Regions from separate parts of the Pan troglodytes genome. Here region 1 is linked to region 2. A link is a contact called in public Hi-C data. All regions are on one chromosome and are shown on one strand. The core of a region is the stretch at or near the end of the contact, and the rest is flanking DNA. Distances in the headings are between cores, read along the strand shown.

Region 1 (7,759 bases), core at 2,216-4,715, 130 kb before region 2:
GAGATAATAAACAAAGGAGTGAAACACTCTTGAACGACTGAGCAACCAGATACAACAAGAGAGAATGCTGATGTGGCTGGGAGGGAAGTGTCTATCTTAGAAGGTGTGGTCAGGGAAGGCTTCAATGAGGTGGTGACATTTGAGTGAGACCTGACAGCTAAGAAGGAGTTGCCCTGTGAAAAGCAGGGAAAGGAACACTGTGGGCAGAGAGCCTGGCCAGAAGAGAGGACCTGCGGGGCCCAAGCTTGCTAAGTTTGCAGAACCATGAGAAGAAATCTGGCTAGAACCTAGGGAATGAAGGGCAGAGGTAAGGGACCAGATGGTGCAAAGCTCTGTGAGTCATGGGAGGGAATGTGAATTTTTGTTTTACTGTCATGGCAAGCTATTGAAAGGTTTTATTTAAGGGAGTGATTTCTATTTTAAAAAGATTGCTACATATATACAATGGAGTACTATTCAGCCATAAAAAGAATGAGATCCTGTCATTTGCAACAACATGGATGGAACTGGATATCATTATGTCAAGTGAAATAAGCCAGGTATGGAAAGATGAATGTCACATGTTCTTATTTATTTGTGGGATCTAAAAATCAAAATAATTGAACTTATGGACATAGAGAGTAGAAGGATGGTTACCAGAGGCCGGGAAGGGTAGTGGAGGGTTGCAGGGAGGGTGGGGATGGTTAATGGGTCCAAAAAAAAAAATAGAAAGAATGAATAAGACATAGTATTTGATAGCACAACAGGGTGACTATAGTCAATAAGTTAATTGTACATTTAAAAATAACTAAAAGAATGTAATTGGATGGTTTGTAACACAAAGGATAAACACTTGAGGGGTTGGATATCCAATTCTACGTGATGTGATCATTATGCATTGCGTGCCTGTATCAATCATCTCATGTACCCCCTAAATACAAACACCCACTATGTACCCACAAAAATTTTAAAAAGAGAAGGCTGTCTTAAAAAAAGATTGCTCTCACCTGAGTGGATAATGGGTTGCAAGGGAAAGGAAAGAAGGAAACCAGCCAAGAAGCACCGTAGTTCTTCACGTGAGAAGTGATGGTCTTGTGGACTCAGGAGTATCTGTGGAAGTGGGGTGAAGTGGGTGGCTCCAGGGGGTGTTCGAAAGTGGGATGGACCCCCTTTGCTGATGGATGGGAGGTGAGGGGCGAGGAGATGGATGAACTGGAGATGACTTGTGGGGTTCTGACTTAAGCAGCCATGTGGATGCGGATACATTCACTCTAACAGGGATGAAAGGAGAACACAGAGGCATGGAGGACATCCAGACTTCTGTTTTGGCCTGGTCACAGATCTGACGTGCCCATGGGGCATTGAGGAGATGTAAAGTATGAAGCTGGAGGTACAGTCAGAAGTCATTGGAATTTCTGGGCTGGAAATGTACCTGGAGGATCTCAGCATAGGACTGGACTTGGGCACCTGGGGAAAGGGTTTTGGGGGAAAGAGAAGAGGGATAGGTCTGAGCCCTAAGAAGCACTGGAATGTCAGCAGGAATGATGGGGGGAGCAGGAAAGCCAGGAGGGTTGGAGCCACGGGAGCCAAAAGAAACTGCTCAGAGGCCACACTGGGGAGGATCGAGGGTACCCACTGGATCTGGTGACTTGGAGGAGGCTGCTGATGGTGACAAGTCATTTCAGTTAGTGAGGATGAAAGGCAGATTGGAGTGGGTTGAAGAATGAGTTGGAGGTGAGGAGGCAAAAGTGACATTTAGGGACAACTCCTTGGAGAGATCTTGCTGTCACACTGGGCAGATAAATGGGGAAGTGCTGCTTACTTGGGTTTCTATGAACATAAGAAACAGTCTCTTCATCATTTCTAAACCTCTCTCCCACTCTGATGCACCCACCCACAGCATTCCATGATAAAATAAACCGTGGATGATGTGCAGTCCCCAACATAGTAGCTGTGACTCCATTCCTTTTTCTCCCTTTTGAGAAAGTTTCTAGGAATGCAAATCAGGCAGAGTAATGTTGGGAAAACCACAGATCTGCTGACTTCCACACATTCAACTATTATATGTAACCAAATTATTTGTAGCGCAACTTATTATTGATCACACCATACATTATTGTTGGCATGCTGGCTGAGATGTGTTGTTGTTCCAGACATGGTTGGGTGGCATTCATTCATTAAATCATTCATTCATTTATCAAATTTTTTTGAGCACTAACAATGTGTCAAGATCTTGTACTCTGGGCACTGGGAGAAGTGGTGAACAAGACAAAGATAGCCTCTGCCCTCAGGAGCTCTAGCCAGGTGGGGAGGCAGACATAGAGTAAGTGATATCAGTTGAGCTTACAGCCAGAGAAGCACTGTGTTCTCAAAGACAGCATCACTGCAGGTGCTGGCCTGGTCCACAGGTGTAGCAAGAGTCTCTGAAGAAGTGAGGATGAATAAGCAGAGAGCAGAATTAATGAGACTTGTGCTGGGACTGGGTATGGACAGCAGCCCAGGCAGAAGTGAATACCCAGGAGTGGAGGGAGCCCATTTCCACTGGGGTCAGGGCCAGCCCGTCCAGAAGGTCAGAGGAGGAGAGAGTGGGGTGAGAGGTGGGGTCCAGATGTGCGGGTCCTGGGGGCTCCAGCCAGGAGATTGGTCTTTATCAGGAAAGCATTGTGAAGAATTTTGTGTTGAGGGGAGAGGGGTGATGGGATGGTCAGACTTGTTCTGAAAGAGCGCTCAGGTGTCTGGGGAATGGGGAGTAGTTGTACAGAGAAAGGTGACAGGCCAGTATCACTTGTATACAGGCAGGGGAAGACATTAAGTCCCTTCCAGCCCTATTTCACCAAACATTGCTGGTATTTGGAAACGGGGTGGGGGATGGGGCAGGACCAGACTCCTGCTTCTCAGTGTTCTGTCCCTGTAGCCTGATCTGTTTTTCCTCTCTCCCCTCCCTCCCATCTAGGGGAACTCAACAGGTTAGTGCTGGGGCCGGTTCTCAAGGGGCAGGACAGTGGTAAGCATGGCATAGGGCATGGGAGTGCAGAGATGCAGGTGGGTGCATGACTTGGGATGGGCAGTGCAGATATTCACTTATCCAGGGAATGGCAGGACGGTGGTTATCAAACTTTGCTGTGCATAAAAAACGCCTCGGGAGCTCATTAAAAGTGCAGACTTGGAGGCTTTCCTAAGGAATGCTGACTCAGCAAGTGGGGCGGTGGGGCAGGAATCATTTTTAGGAAGTTCTCTTCTCTCTCCACCCAGGTGATTTTGATCTAGATAACCCGAAGGCCTTCCTTTTGAGAATGCCTCCATGCTGGCCTGCGTCTTGGCCTCATATCCTCAGTCCCCTCTTCTGTCTCGCACCAGCCTGGGCCTGAAAGCTGATTTTAGCCTTGCATTAAGATGTGAATGACCACGTTCCGGGCTGGGGCGGCCGGGCTGTCGGGCAGGCAGCGCGTGGCCACCAGGGGGCGCCAGAGCCTTGGCTCGCGCGCTCGGCCTCCTCCGCCCGCGGACGCCGCGCCCGAGCCAGCGAGCGAGCGGAGCACAGCGCTGCGGGCTCACAAAGCGGCCAGACGCTCGGCGGCGGCGTGTGGCAGGAGCGCAGGGGCGCGAGCCGGCGATCAGCCTTCCCGGCGACCAGCCTTCCCGGCGACCGTGCCGCGGGAGCTCGAGCAACTCGGACTAGGGGACCCGGGCCGGCCCCCAAGGTACGTGCCCAGAGGAACCCCGCGCCCCAACTTGGAGTAGTTGGGACCTCCCCGCGGCCGCCTAGGGGGCTGGCAGGGTCAGGGCCTGGGGTTACCTCCGCGCGCCTTTCTTACCCCCGAGACCGCAGGGCGCTCAAGGGAGACCTTTCCCTTAGCTGTCGCCGGGGACCCCCAGCTGCTGGCAGCCCCCACCCCGCTTGCCGGAGCTCGGGTGCTGCTGGAGCCCTGTTCTCCCCTCTCCTGCCCCAAAGCCGTGTGCACCGTCTGTGGGAGTGCGGCGTGCGGACCCGGGCTCCCCGCTTCTGGGGAGGGGTACCAAGCCCCTGATAGGAGGGCGGCATCTGTGGGGCACTCGGAGAATAGACGAGACGGGTCCCCTGTAGTTGGACGGCAGCCTCGGATTCGTGACGCAGCCTCCTCGTTCGTAGATGAGTCCCCCATTCGTGAGAGGGGTCCCTGGGTCTAGAGGCGCGACAGGCGCCCCAGGTGCGCGAGCGCTGCCCGTGCCCGCCGCGGGGTCCCCGCCTCCGGGCTGGGGCGCTGGGACGTCTGGGTGCCCGGGGCTCGCGGCCGCCCGCCCTCTTCGCTCATCGCCCTGCGCGCCCTGCGCGCCCTGCCCCGCAGATGCCGGCGATCGCGGTGCTGGCGGCGGCCGCCGCGGCGTGGTGCTTCCTCCAAGTCGAGAGCCGGCACCTGGACGCGCTCGCCGGAGGCGCGGGCCCCAACCACGGCAATTTCCTAGACAATGACCAGTGGCTGAGCACCGTCTCCCAGTACGACCGGGACAAGTACTGGAACCGCTTTCGAGACGTGAGTACCGGCGCCACCCGGCCCTGGGGGGCGCGGAGCCTCTCGGAGGGGACCCCTGAAGCGGGGTTGGTGTGTGTGTGTGTGTGTGTGTGTGTGTGTTTGGGAGGGGGACAGGTGGGCATCTCCCGCGGGGGCTGGTCGGTCCCAGCTTCCTGGGTGCGGTCTTGCCTGAAAGGAACTTTAAAGAGAACTTCGAAGGCTCCATGCGCTTGCCTGTTACCTGTGGCCCAGGTATGTGTATTCGTAGGGCTGCGGGAGGTGACTGCACTAAAATACAGCACAGATCACCAGTAGCTGTGGAGAAAGAGGTTCTCTGAGCTTCCGACTTCTCCTAACCGTGATGGTAGACTTTCCCTAGCTCCGGAGAAAACCTCCCCGGGGCAGCGGTGGCGTGGACCATCTCTGGGGTGTGTCAGGAGAATCCCTACTGGAGAGGTTGGGTCTGGGAGTGGTCCAAGCTATTTATGGGGGAGCTATTTATGGGAGTCAGGTGTTGCGTGTGTGTGTGTGTGTGTTGAGGGGGGCGGTCATGGCAATGGGCCTGATAAAATACAGGGGAGGTGGGGTGGTTTGACCCTCGGAATCTTGAAACAGGAACAACTAGCCCGTGCAGTTGGTCCCCTGCCCTGAAAGGGACCCTGGGTGGCAGAGCATTGCTCCTCCGTGGGAGCCCTGGGAGTGGAGAAAGTTACTCCCGGACACGCAGAAACACACTTGCGGCCTGTTTCTGCCTCAAGGCTGGCTGCCACTCCCCAGGTGTGCCCCAGGGATGTGGGGCAAGAGGCATCTGGTGCAGTCTTTCCAGCAGATGGCATCTCCTCTGTTCTGTGGGAGCGTCTGCCAGCTTCTTCAAGGACTGCCTCAGCTGGCCAGGGCCATGCCCTTCTAGGGGACTTGGAAGTACCATGTTTTATGGTACTTAACATTAGGAATTCCTGTTTCTGAGAAGCCTTAAATATTGTAAAAGTGCCCAAGGCATAACAGTAAAAAAGAGAAAAGCTTTAATGTTCAAATGCACTGTTTCTTTTTGTTTGTTTCTGATCAGTTTTAGGTGTTAAACTAATATTTTTAGCAGCATGTATTTTTTAAATATGATAATTTGACCTATACCACAGACCCCCTTTGTTAATGTCCCTGGGCATGGTTTACAGACTCTTTGAGGTGGGATATGTATGGGGATCAGCTTCCTCCACTGGACTCCTCTAAGCTCTGCTCTCAGTATCTGCAGGCCTTGCAGGGAGAGGGAATTTGAGACATTGAATGAATCCCAGATGTTTCCATACACTTTTTAAAGAGCACCCTCTCCAGATCCCTGTCCAGAGGAGATGCACTCATAGCTTTGTGTGGGGGTTTATCACTCTCCTCTCTGTTCCTCCTCTTCTTTTTTCTAGTTGATGTTGGACTGCTTCTCTTGGAAAGGGGATTTCAAACACTTTCAATGAATAGCCACAGCTATTTGGGGCCTTTTATCGAAATTGTAATTTCATTAAAATTTTTAATTGATACATAATAACTACTAGGGTCTTTTGCAGTAGATATGCCCCTCACTTTCCTCCCCTACCCCAGTGAGATTCCTGCCATTCATTGCCCCATTCCTGACCTGCTCTGTTAACTGCTTAGATCTGAGAATCCTTCATTGATTACCTTTCCCTATGGCTGAAAAATGTGCCCAAACCATGAAGGATTCACCTGGGGCAGAGATAATTTTGCTTTTTGTTTTGTTTTGTTTTTACTTTTCTATGGCTATCTTTTAGATAGAGTTGAAGAGCAGGGCAGTTGCTTGACTTTGCTAGAGGTGGAAGAATTGAGCCAGGATTAGAAGTGAAGGGCCACCTCTGGAGATAGATGCCTTGGTGCTCCTGGCAGCTGGATTGAGTTGAAAACACTTGTGCTTTTTTGGATCTTTGGGTTATGGAAAGGTTTACTGTGCTTTCATGCCTGTTCAAGATTTTCTAGTCTCAGTGTATCATAAGCATGATATTCTGAATTCCTGCTTAGCTTTAAATTTTTTAAAATTGGACTTCTGTTCATTTCCCATCTTTATTATGGATGGTGGTGACATTTTTAGATCTTTGGAACAGTGTGTTTCCAAACCTGACTGAGGATGAAGCTCACCTGAAGTGCTTGTTAAATTATAGCATCCATGGTCCTACCCTGGAGAATCTGACTTTACATTTCTGGGGTGAGTGCAGGGAATCCATATTTTAAGCAAACATACTAGGTTATTCTAATGTTTAGGAAATACTGCCTTTAGATAGTGTAAAAATGTCCAAGACATAACAAAAAGAAAAGCTTTTATGTCCCAATATACTATTTTTTTTGTTTTTGTTTTTGGAGCGGTTTTAGACATTAAACTAATATTTTTAGCAGCATATATTTAAAAAATGATAATTTAATCCAGCATGCCATTAAAACATCTAAAAATGTTCAAAAAAATCCCAAACTTCTTCATTCATCACCCATTTTATGTGCTGTATGGAGTCACCTGACACTAACAGTGGCTCAGACATAATTTAATGTCATTAACCTCTTTAAAGTGTTGTGGAACTCAGACCAGACACTCTTTTAGGGCAAGTCCCTGGAATAATCACAAAGCCTGAGCCTGGGAACAGAGGGTAAGAATTTGCTTTTCACAGAAACCTACTATTCAGTGGACAATCGATAAAGCCTCAGCTAATCTTGCAGTTGCTCAGCCAGCCTAATCATTTTCATTGAGCCAAGCCTTGCTTGAGGTTGACAAAGTCTCAGCTTCTTTGCTATTTCTTTGTTTTGTTGAAGCTACTGATAACTTTGAAAGGCTGTGTCCCACAATTATTGTTATGATGCTTGTCAATTTTTGGAACTCATTGTGAAAGAAAACTTCTTGCCTTCCTCCTGACTTGTCTCTTTGTTGGACTTGGGGGAGAGATTCAGATGTGATTTTTGAACCTTGGAAACTGAAAACTAAGGGCTGCTCTTAGAGAGTTGATTGTAGCCCTTGGGTGTTGTTACAGGGTCAACTTTGAAATGAATATGACAGTGGGGTGCGTGTTCCATATCCCTTGACTGCTGGGTGTGCTGTGACATTGCCAGAGGTGACCTGGCAACCTCTACTTATCATTTTGAAAAGTGTCCTATTGCTCTAGATGTATAAATACTTCCTATCCCCTTCTTTTTAGAAGTAAAGCCTTTAGAACAACTCCATGGCTTATTCCCTGGAGTTACAGATCCAGGACAAATAGAACAACGCTCAGATGATTGCTCCTAAATGTATTTGTGGTCTGTTAGTT
Region 2 (6,907 bases), core at 1,725-4,224:
TTAGTGTGTTTTGTGCTGCTGTAACAGAATACTTGAGACTGGGTAATTTACAATGAATAGAAACTCATATGGCTCAAAGTTCTGAAGGATGGGAAGTCCAAGATCCAGGGGCCTAAATGTGGTGAGGGCCTTCCTGCTGCATCATCACATGGTGGAAGATGGAAGGGCAAGAGAGCATACACAGAGAGAACGAGAGAGGGAACTCACAGCCTCAAGCCTTTTTAGAATTGGCATTAATCCATTCATGAGGGTGGACACATTCAAACCATAGCAATGTCATCATACCACAAACTGTAGCTGCAAAGAGTTTCTCTCTGCTATCATTTCTACATCCTTGGAGGAAGAACTGAAGATTTATGAGATGAGATGCAGGCGGAGAGTGGCCGCTCACCTCCAGGCTTTTTTTGCCTGGTGCTTGTCCTTTCTTTATCTCCATTAAGTGTGTGTGTACCCATTCCCACTTAAGTATGTATTCTCTCCTCTTCTATTCCATATTTTTCTGTGCTTAGCATTGTCATCTTCTGGTATTTTACACTGGAATCCTTACCTAATTGTATCTAATCTCTGTAACACTCTCTTTACCCTTTCTTGGAATTTCTGACACAGTGTTAGACCGTTTTTTGTGTGTGACAGTTTTGGAATTACCCTCTGACATCAGTTGGGTGCTGTTGAAAAAGTGCTTGTCTCCTCTTAGCTGTTTCTTACCCTGGGGTCGTTTTTAGCAAGTTTTAGTGATGGTGCCTTGTCAAGATATTTTCTTTAAAAGTTACAGTGCAGGTGTCTCCTTACACTTTCCCTCAGCATGCAGGAAGGGGTTTGCTTCCAATCCTTATAAGGAAAGATCAAGCTTCTATTGCTCAGGGAGGGTATTGGTTGGCAGATTGTGGGGTTCAGTGGATTCAGCAAATGAGACACTGAAGAGCACAGTAGTTAGGAGCTTGGCTGTGGACACAGACTGTTTGGGTCCACATGAGGAACTGATGGAGTTTCTTCCTATTTTATCATTCTTTAGACCTACACAGTCCAGTACAGTAACCACCAGGCTCATGTGGCTACTCAGCAGCTGAAACTAGGCTAGCTCACAGTGGGATGTGCTGGGAGTATAAAACACCAAGATTTCAATGCCTTAGGATGAAAGATCATTAATATTTTAAAATATTGATGGCATGTTGAAATGATACTTTGGATATGTTGGGTTAAATAAAATATTAGAATGAATGTTCCCTGTTTTTGCTTTTTAGTGTGACCACCAGAAATTCAAATTATATATGTGGTTCACATTTGTGGTTGATGTTATATTTCTATTGGATAGTGCTGATCTCACCTGAGGATAGTAACAGCCCCTTCCTTCTTCATGGGTTGCTGTGAGGGTTAAATGGGTGAATAGATGAATGGTGTTTAGTTTGGTACTCGGCATATAGTAAGTATTTACAAAGCCTCAGATTATCATCATTGACATTATCGTCATCATCATCATCTTATCATCCAGGGTGGAAACCTAAGCTAAGAGGAGAAAGTTGGGGTGTGGAGACATCTGGATTGTGGTTTGAGGTAAACTTACCAACTTCTTAGGAGGTTGTTTATGATTTGATGCTCTCTGGTGTTATAAGTAATCCTCATCCCCTTGGCTCCTCATTTGTATTGGTAATGGAAGGCTGTGTATGCAGTTCATGGTAAATCCTGTTACCTAAAGGGATGGCTGCTCACTGCAAACTGCTTTGTAGAATCCCCAGAGGCTTATTTATTTACCAAGCTACTTTGACTCTTGCAGTGGAGTGAAAAATCAGGTTTTCATGAAGCCAGTTATAAATAGCTAACCTTTGGGAAGTGCTTACCATATGCCTAGCACTAAGCTAAGTGCTTCTCATGTATTTCTTTATTTAATGCTCACAGTAGCCCTCCAAGGCAAGTGCTGGCCCCACCAGTTTAAGTGGAGGGAAGCAGAACTTAGCATAAGTAACATCTTGCAGCCAGGACGTGAGGGAGCTGAGCCTTGAATCTAGGTCAGTCTGATTCTCAAGTTGTGGCACTATTCATTCTGCCTCCTTAGAACTCAAAAAGTGAGTCTCTTTTAATCAGGAAACCTTATGCAGCACACTGGGTATTTCACAATGTCTGAGACACTGGAGAGGGCATAAGCCTGAAGGCATAAGCCCAGAAAATGGCTGAGTCCTCAGGCCAGGGCTGAACTGGGTTCTAGAACCAGAGTGCAGTACATGGTGGCCATTGACAGGCATGGCCAGCTACTGTGACCAGCAGTGAGAGCAGCACAGCCCTGGTCTCAGGCTGTCCCATTGTGTCAGACAGGCAGATTTTATACGATGCATTCATGGACCTGAGGCCCATCCACCCCAGAGGCTTTCCCAAGACCCTGGAGAGGCAGAGATGCTTGACAAATGCATTAACTTTGCCAACGCTGCTTAAAGGAGGCATGTGATATAACATTTCCAAAGCCACAGTGTTTTCTTAGAGAAATCTCAGTACAGCTAAAACTCTAATGATTGCATGTGTCAGAAAAGGATCTTCTTTTTCATTTAGGCCTGATATAAATTTGCTGGAGACTTTACCACATTAGCTAAATTCCAGGAAAGATATGTGTCACTGGGTTGGGTGTTTCTGTTGCCGCAGGACATTGAATGATGCATTCTTTAATGAGCGAGTGTCACTCATTGGAGCAGCTGCCTTTCAAGGAGCCTTTCTCTTGAATAGAAGAATTCTATTTAGTATCCAGTTATTTCCTCTTTGACCCCCTTTCAGTCAAAATATGCAAGGTTTATTCCTCACCTCTTGACATCCAATGCCTGTTAGAGCCTTATTAGCATTTATTCTAATTGATGTTCATTGCATTTTAAATCTGGCAGGGACGTGATTAAGAGGTGGAAAATCACCGGACTCGGTCGGCGTGTGACTGTCTGATCGTGGCATGATGACCAGCTCAGCATGTAATCACATCTCTTGTGTTTTCAGTTTCCTTTCATACCCCTGGAGGGAAAAAGTTCAATTCCGAGTCGTGCTCTGGCTCGGCAGAGGTAGGCAGCGGGTGAGAAGGGTGCAGAATCAGTTGGTCCTGAGTGTGCTGAGAGGCAGCCTAGGTCCTAGGAGACGAATTCTACCTACATTCACCCTAGGCACCATCCTTGCTTCACTCGCCACCAGAATAAGAGGGCCAGCTAGGCTTATTCTTATAAGGAGGTGTACCTGTGGGATCCCAGTAAATCACGGCACTCATCCTGTGGGGTTGGTGGTTGCTATGGATAGAATTGTGTTCCTCCGAAGTTCCTTTGTTGAAGCTCTGACCCCCAGTGTGATGGTATTTGGAGATGGGGCCTTTGGGAGGTGATTAGGTTTTGATTAGGTCATGGGGGTGTAGACTTCATGATGAGATTAGTGTCCTTATAAGCAGAGACATCAGAGACCTTGCTTCCTCTCTCTCTCGGCCATATGAGGGTACAGCCAGGAGGCAGCCATCTGCAAGCCAGGAAGAGAGCCTTCACCAGGGAACTGAATTGGCCAGCACCTTGATCTTAGACTTGCAGCCTCTAGAACTGTGAGAAGTAAATTCCTGTTGTTTAGGGCACTCACTCTAATGTATTTTGTTAACGGAAACCCGAGCTAAGACAGTGGTCCTAGTTCTAGTTCACAACTTTGGGAAGCTTACATAAGCTCCCAGTTAGTAAGTGGCACACCCAGGTCAATCTGGGGATAACAGCTTGTCTCCCTGGCACTTCTCGACCCCTGTATGGATATTGCCTGTTGGGGTTTTGCTTGTATATGTTCCCCTCAGGAGGATCTCTTACAGCCCTGTCATTATTTTTGGGTCCCTTGCAAAGCCATGTGTAGAGCAGACATTGAATAGATAACAGCACAGTGAATGAATGAATATGACAGCCCGGGATGGAAACCAACCAAGGAAAGAGGTAGATAAATGGAGGAAGCCACAAGTCACTCAACTTCTCCTTTCACTCATGTCTTGTATATGAATTTGCATAAATAAGGATTCCCAGAGAAGTTTCCTCTGCTGTCCAGACACCCACCCACCCATCAAGGAGCATTGCCTTTGTCATCAGGAGCAGCTCTGAAGGGTCTCAAGCTGTTCTTTCCCACATGGGTCCAACTCAGCCTACTTGTCAGCTCAACTGACACCACCCTGGTAGGAGTCCAAACCTCTGCTTCCATCTGAGCACCAGGCCGGATGGGAAAGAACGAGTTAAAGCCTGCAAGTATGAGTCTGTTGTACAGAGCAGCATCTAGGTCATTCCTTCAACACAAAAGAAATGAAATACAGCTTGCCTAGCTGCAGCTTGCTGCACGAACCCCACTGCTCTGTGCAGAATAATACCAGGTGGGCATGAGGCCATTTTAATAAGATACAGCAAGATTAATAAGGGAGCAGACCACATGTTCCTCTGGAACACACAGTCCTGTGTGCAGTCGTGAAGGGAGACACATGGGAGATGTGGAAGCAGTGGGGACAGGGCTGTGGGGAAGGGAGAGGGAGGCACAGGGCCAGCAGCCCCAGACAAAAGCCAGCCCAGGACACTTCCTGGGAAGAAGGGCCGCATAATGACAGGGGTTCTAAACCTGGATCCAGGATAGGTTTCTAGCAATCTGAAGATGCCCTGAAGCTGTGTGTGAAATGCTGCGTGTGTCCCCCATGCACACTGTCCTCTAGCCTAGCTGGCTGTATTTGGGGCTGCACAGGGCCTTTGCATATGCCCTCCTCCCTACCTGGATCAGCCTCTCCCATTGCTGCCTAGTTAGCTCCCATTCTGCCTCCAGGTCTCCCTTGCTTGTGGAAACCTTTCCAGACCCCCAAAGCAGGTCACAGGTGCCCATTGTTCCCTCTCAGGACCCTGTGCTCCCTTTCTGTGTGGCACGGTCCAGTTGTCATTATACCTTAACTTGTAACCCTCCTCCCCATGTCTTTTGTCCACTTGGGTTATTCTGCTTCACTAAGTAAACTGGATTTCCCTGGCTGTTTTTTCGTATGTTCATGCCTGGAAACAACTCTCCCAGCCCTGGCTCAACATCATCTGGTTCAAAAGCCATAATTAGCTGACCACAGTCTTTGTGACTGTTAGGTACAGATGTTTGAGGGGGAATGTGGTTGGATTAATTTGGGCTAGTGAGTGTGTCTTCTAGGATCAGGGTTAATCTAATGGAAACTGCTTTGAAGAGAGGGTCATGTGATAGTGAAACTGCCTTTTGGGGCGGTTGGATAGTATAAGTGGGGTGAGGAAGCCTGGTGTGGAGAGCATATGGGCTGATATTTCCACTGCAGTTTCCTAACTAGAGGTGGACCCGAGCCCCCTTTGCCCTCGCCTTGGCTACAGCCCTTTTTCTGCATCCAAAGCAATAGCTCCTCTGACTTTGGGGGTAGGGATGCCCATTTTATGTTAGCATCCCAAGAACTTGGCCCAGTTATCAGCAGGTAGTTGGTGCCTAAATGGTGTTGGTTCCAACATGAAAGAGAAGAGGCATCAGGGGATTTCCAAACTGTTTAGCCTGAGCTGCTTTGTTGGGATGTGTGGTTTATGTGGGTCAGCATGAAAGAGTGTGGGCAAAGAAAAACAGGGAGCTAGAAGGGGCTCAACATGGGATAGCCATGGGGAATATAGATCATGTGTGTTGGCACTTTTGCTTTATTCACTGCATGCCTGCTTTCAAATTTAATGTTCCTGAGGCATGTCTCAAATTGAGTTATTTATATTTTTTTCATTAAGTTGTAAACTTCTTACAGGAAAGTGTCCCCCAGGTGCCTTATCTGGGGCCTTGAACCCCTGGAGCTGCTCTAGAAATACTCAGTGACTTGGTTTCTGTAAACCTGAACTTTCATATTCTTCCATGCACAGTGCTCAACAGCGCTGCTTCTTGCGGCATATTGACTGCAGGGGTGGGTGTGACTGTTCAGGGATGGTAAAGGCTTACGGAGAGTCCAGACCAGGGCTCTTCTTGTCAATCATGCATTTTGTACCAGTTGTTGCCACCTGGTGATTGTCAGTGTTTCACTTCAAGTAGCAAAGGAAGGGCATCAGCTTAGGCAGGAAAGCCATTGATGGAGGCAAAGCAGAACTATAGGCGCTCAGTTCCCTGAATCCAGGGCTTATCTAAAGCAAGTGTAATCCAGATACTTCACGTACTTTAAGATATGTGAACATGTGAATTGACAAAACAAAAACACTGGAATCACTGCCATTTGACTCAGTTGTCACAGTGCACTCTGTCTCCTCATCTCTGGCTCAGCAATTGAAGCAGTCTAAGGCCTTGTATTTAAAAATTGCAACCATAGTTGTTTGTTATTCTTCTCAGTTACTTGGTCTGATACTTTTCTTGTTTTGCTGACAACTGGTCCACACTTAGCTGGAGCATCCATCCCCCTTTCTCTCACCTTCTGTTAGAGCCACATGCTTTTCCCTCTGGTTCTGACTTTCACAAGGCCGGTGAGAGACTCCCTTGCCACATCTGTTTTGACTAAACTCCTACTTAATCACTTATATCTTGGCAGGACTCAAAGCCCTTCCCATTCGAAGCAGCTAAGCTATTCTGACAAGCAGTTGGTTAGTGTTAAATGGCATTAACTCACTTCACCTGAATGTAGTCCTACACCATAGTGGGTGGGGTGGGGCAGGACTCCAGCTTTGACCTCCTAGGCAAGTTTGGTGGAAGGATTTAGGGCATAGATGTTGGAGTCCAACAGGCCCCTGCTCCCAGCCTGCTCTGTCACTTTTTGGTGGGGTGGTCACAGGCAAGTTTGTCTTTTCTTGTCGGAAAAATGAAGATAACACTTGCCTCCTAGGGTTTTTGTGGGGATTAAACAAGATCTTCTATCTTTACATTAGTTAGCACAATGCCTGGTACTGAGTGTTCAGTAAATGGTAGCTATTTTTGGTATTATTGTCTATTTTAT

The links. Hi-C and Micro-C count contacts between places; a contact is called where the count stands out from the background.
Region 1: a Hi-C map of stem cell-derived neural progenitor cells shows a contact between it and region 2, with 3 times the contacts expected there. The contact joins the promoter of SPOCK1 here to the enhancer-like site in region 2. A contact is called at or near these places in 1 of 7 Hi-C or Micro-C datasets (stem cell-derived neural progenitor cells) and 1 of 1 datasets of contacts at active chromatin or transcription factors (stem cell-derived excitatory neurons).

Annotation. Positions count from the first base shown.
Region 1 is chr4:135,230,065-135,237,823 of NHGRI_mPanTro3-v2.0_pri, reverse strand. SPOCK1 (SPARC (osteonectin), cwcv and kazal like domains proteoglycan 1) reads left to right here and starts at 3,465. Exons shown (of 11, transcript XM_517947.9): 1 at 3,465-3,680; 2 at 4,305-4,490. The coding sequence starts at 4,305.
Region 2 is chr4:135,101,273-135,108,179 of NHGRI_mPanTro3-v2.0_pri, reverse strand. The region is part of intron 2 of SPOCK1 (SPARC (osteonectin), cwcv and kazal like domains proteoglycan 1); the gene reads left to right. Among named protein-coding and RNA genes, the nearest start is that of SPOCK1, 130 kb to the left of the region's middle. Within about 2 kb of position 2,974, at least 2 of the 24 cell types and tissues checked have an H3K27ac peak or open chromatin away from gene starts, as enhancers often do. A contact at or near this core is called in stem cell-derived neural progenitor cells, where this site is marked.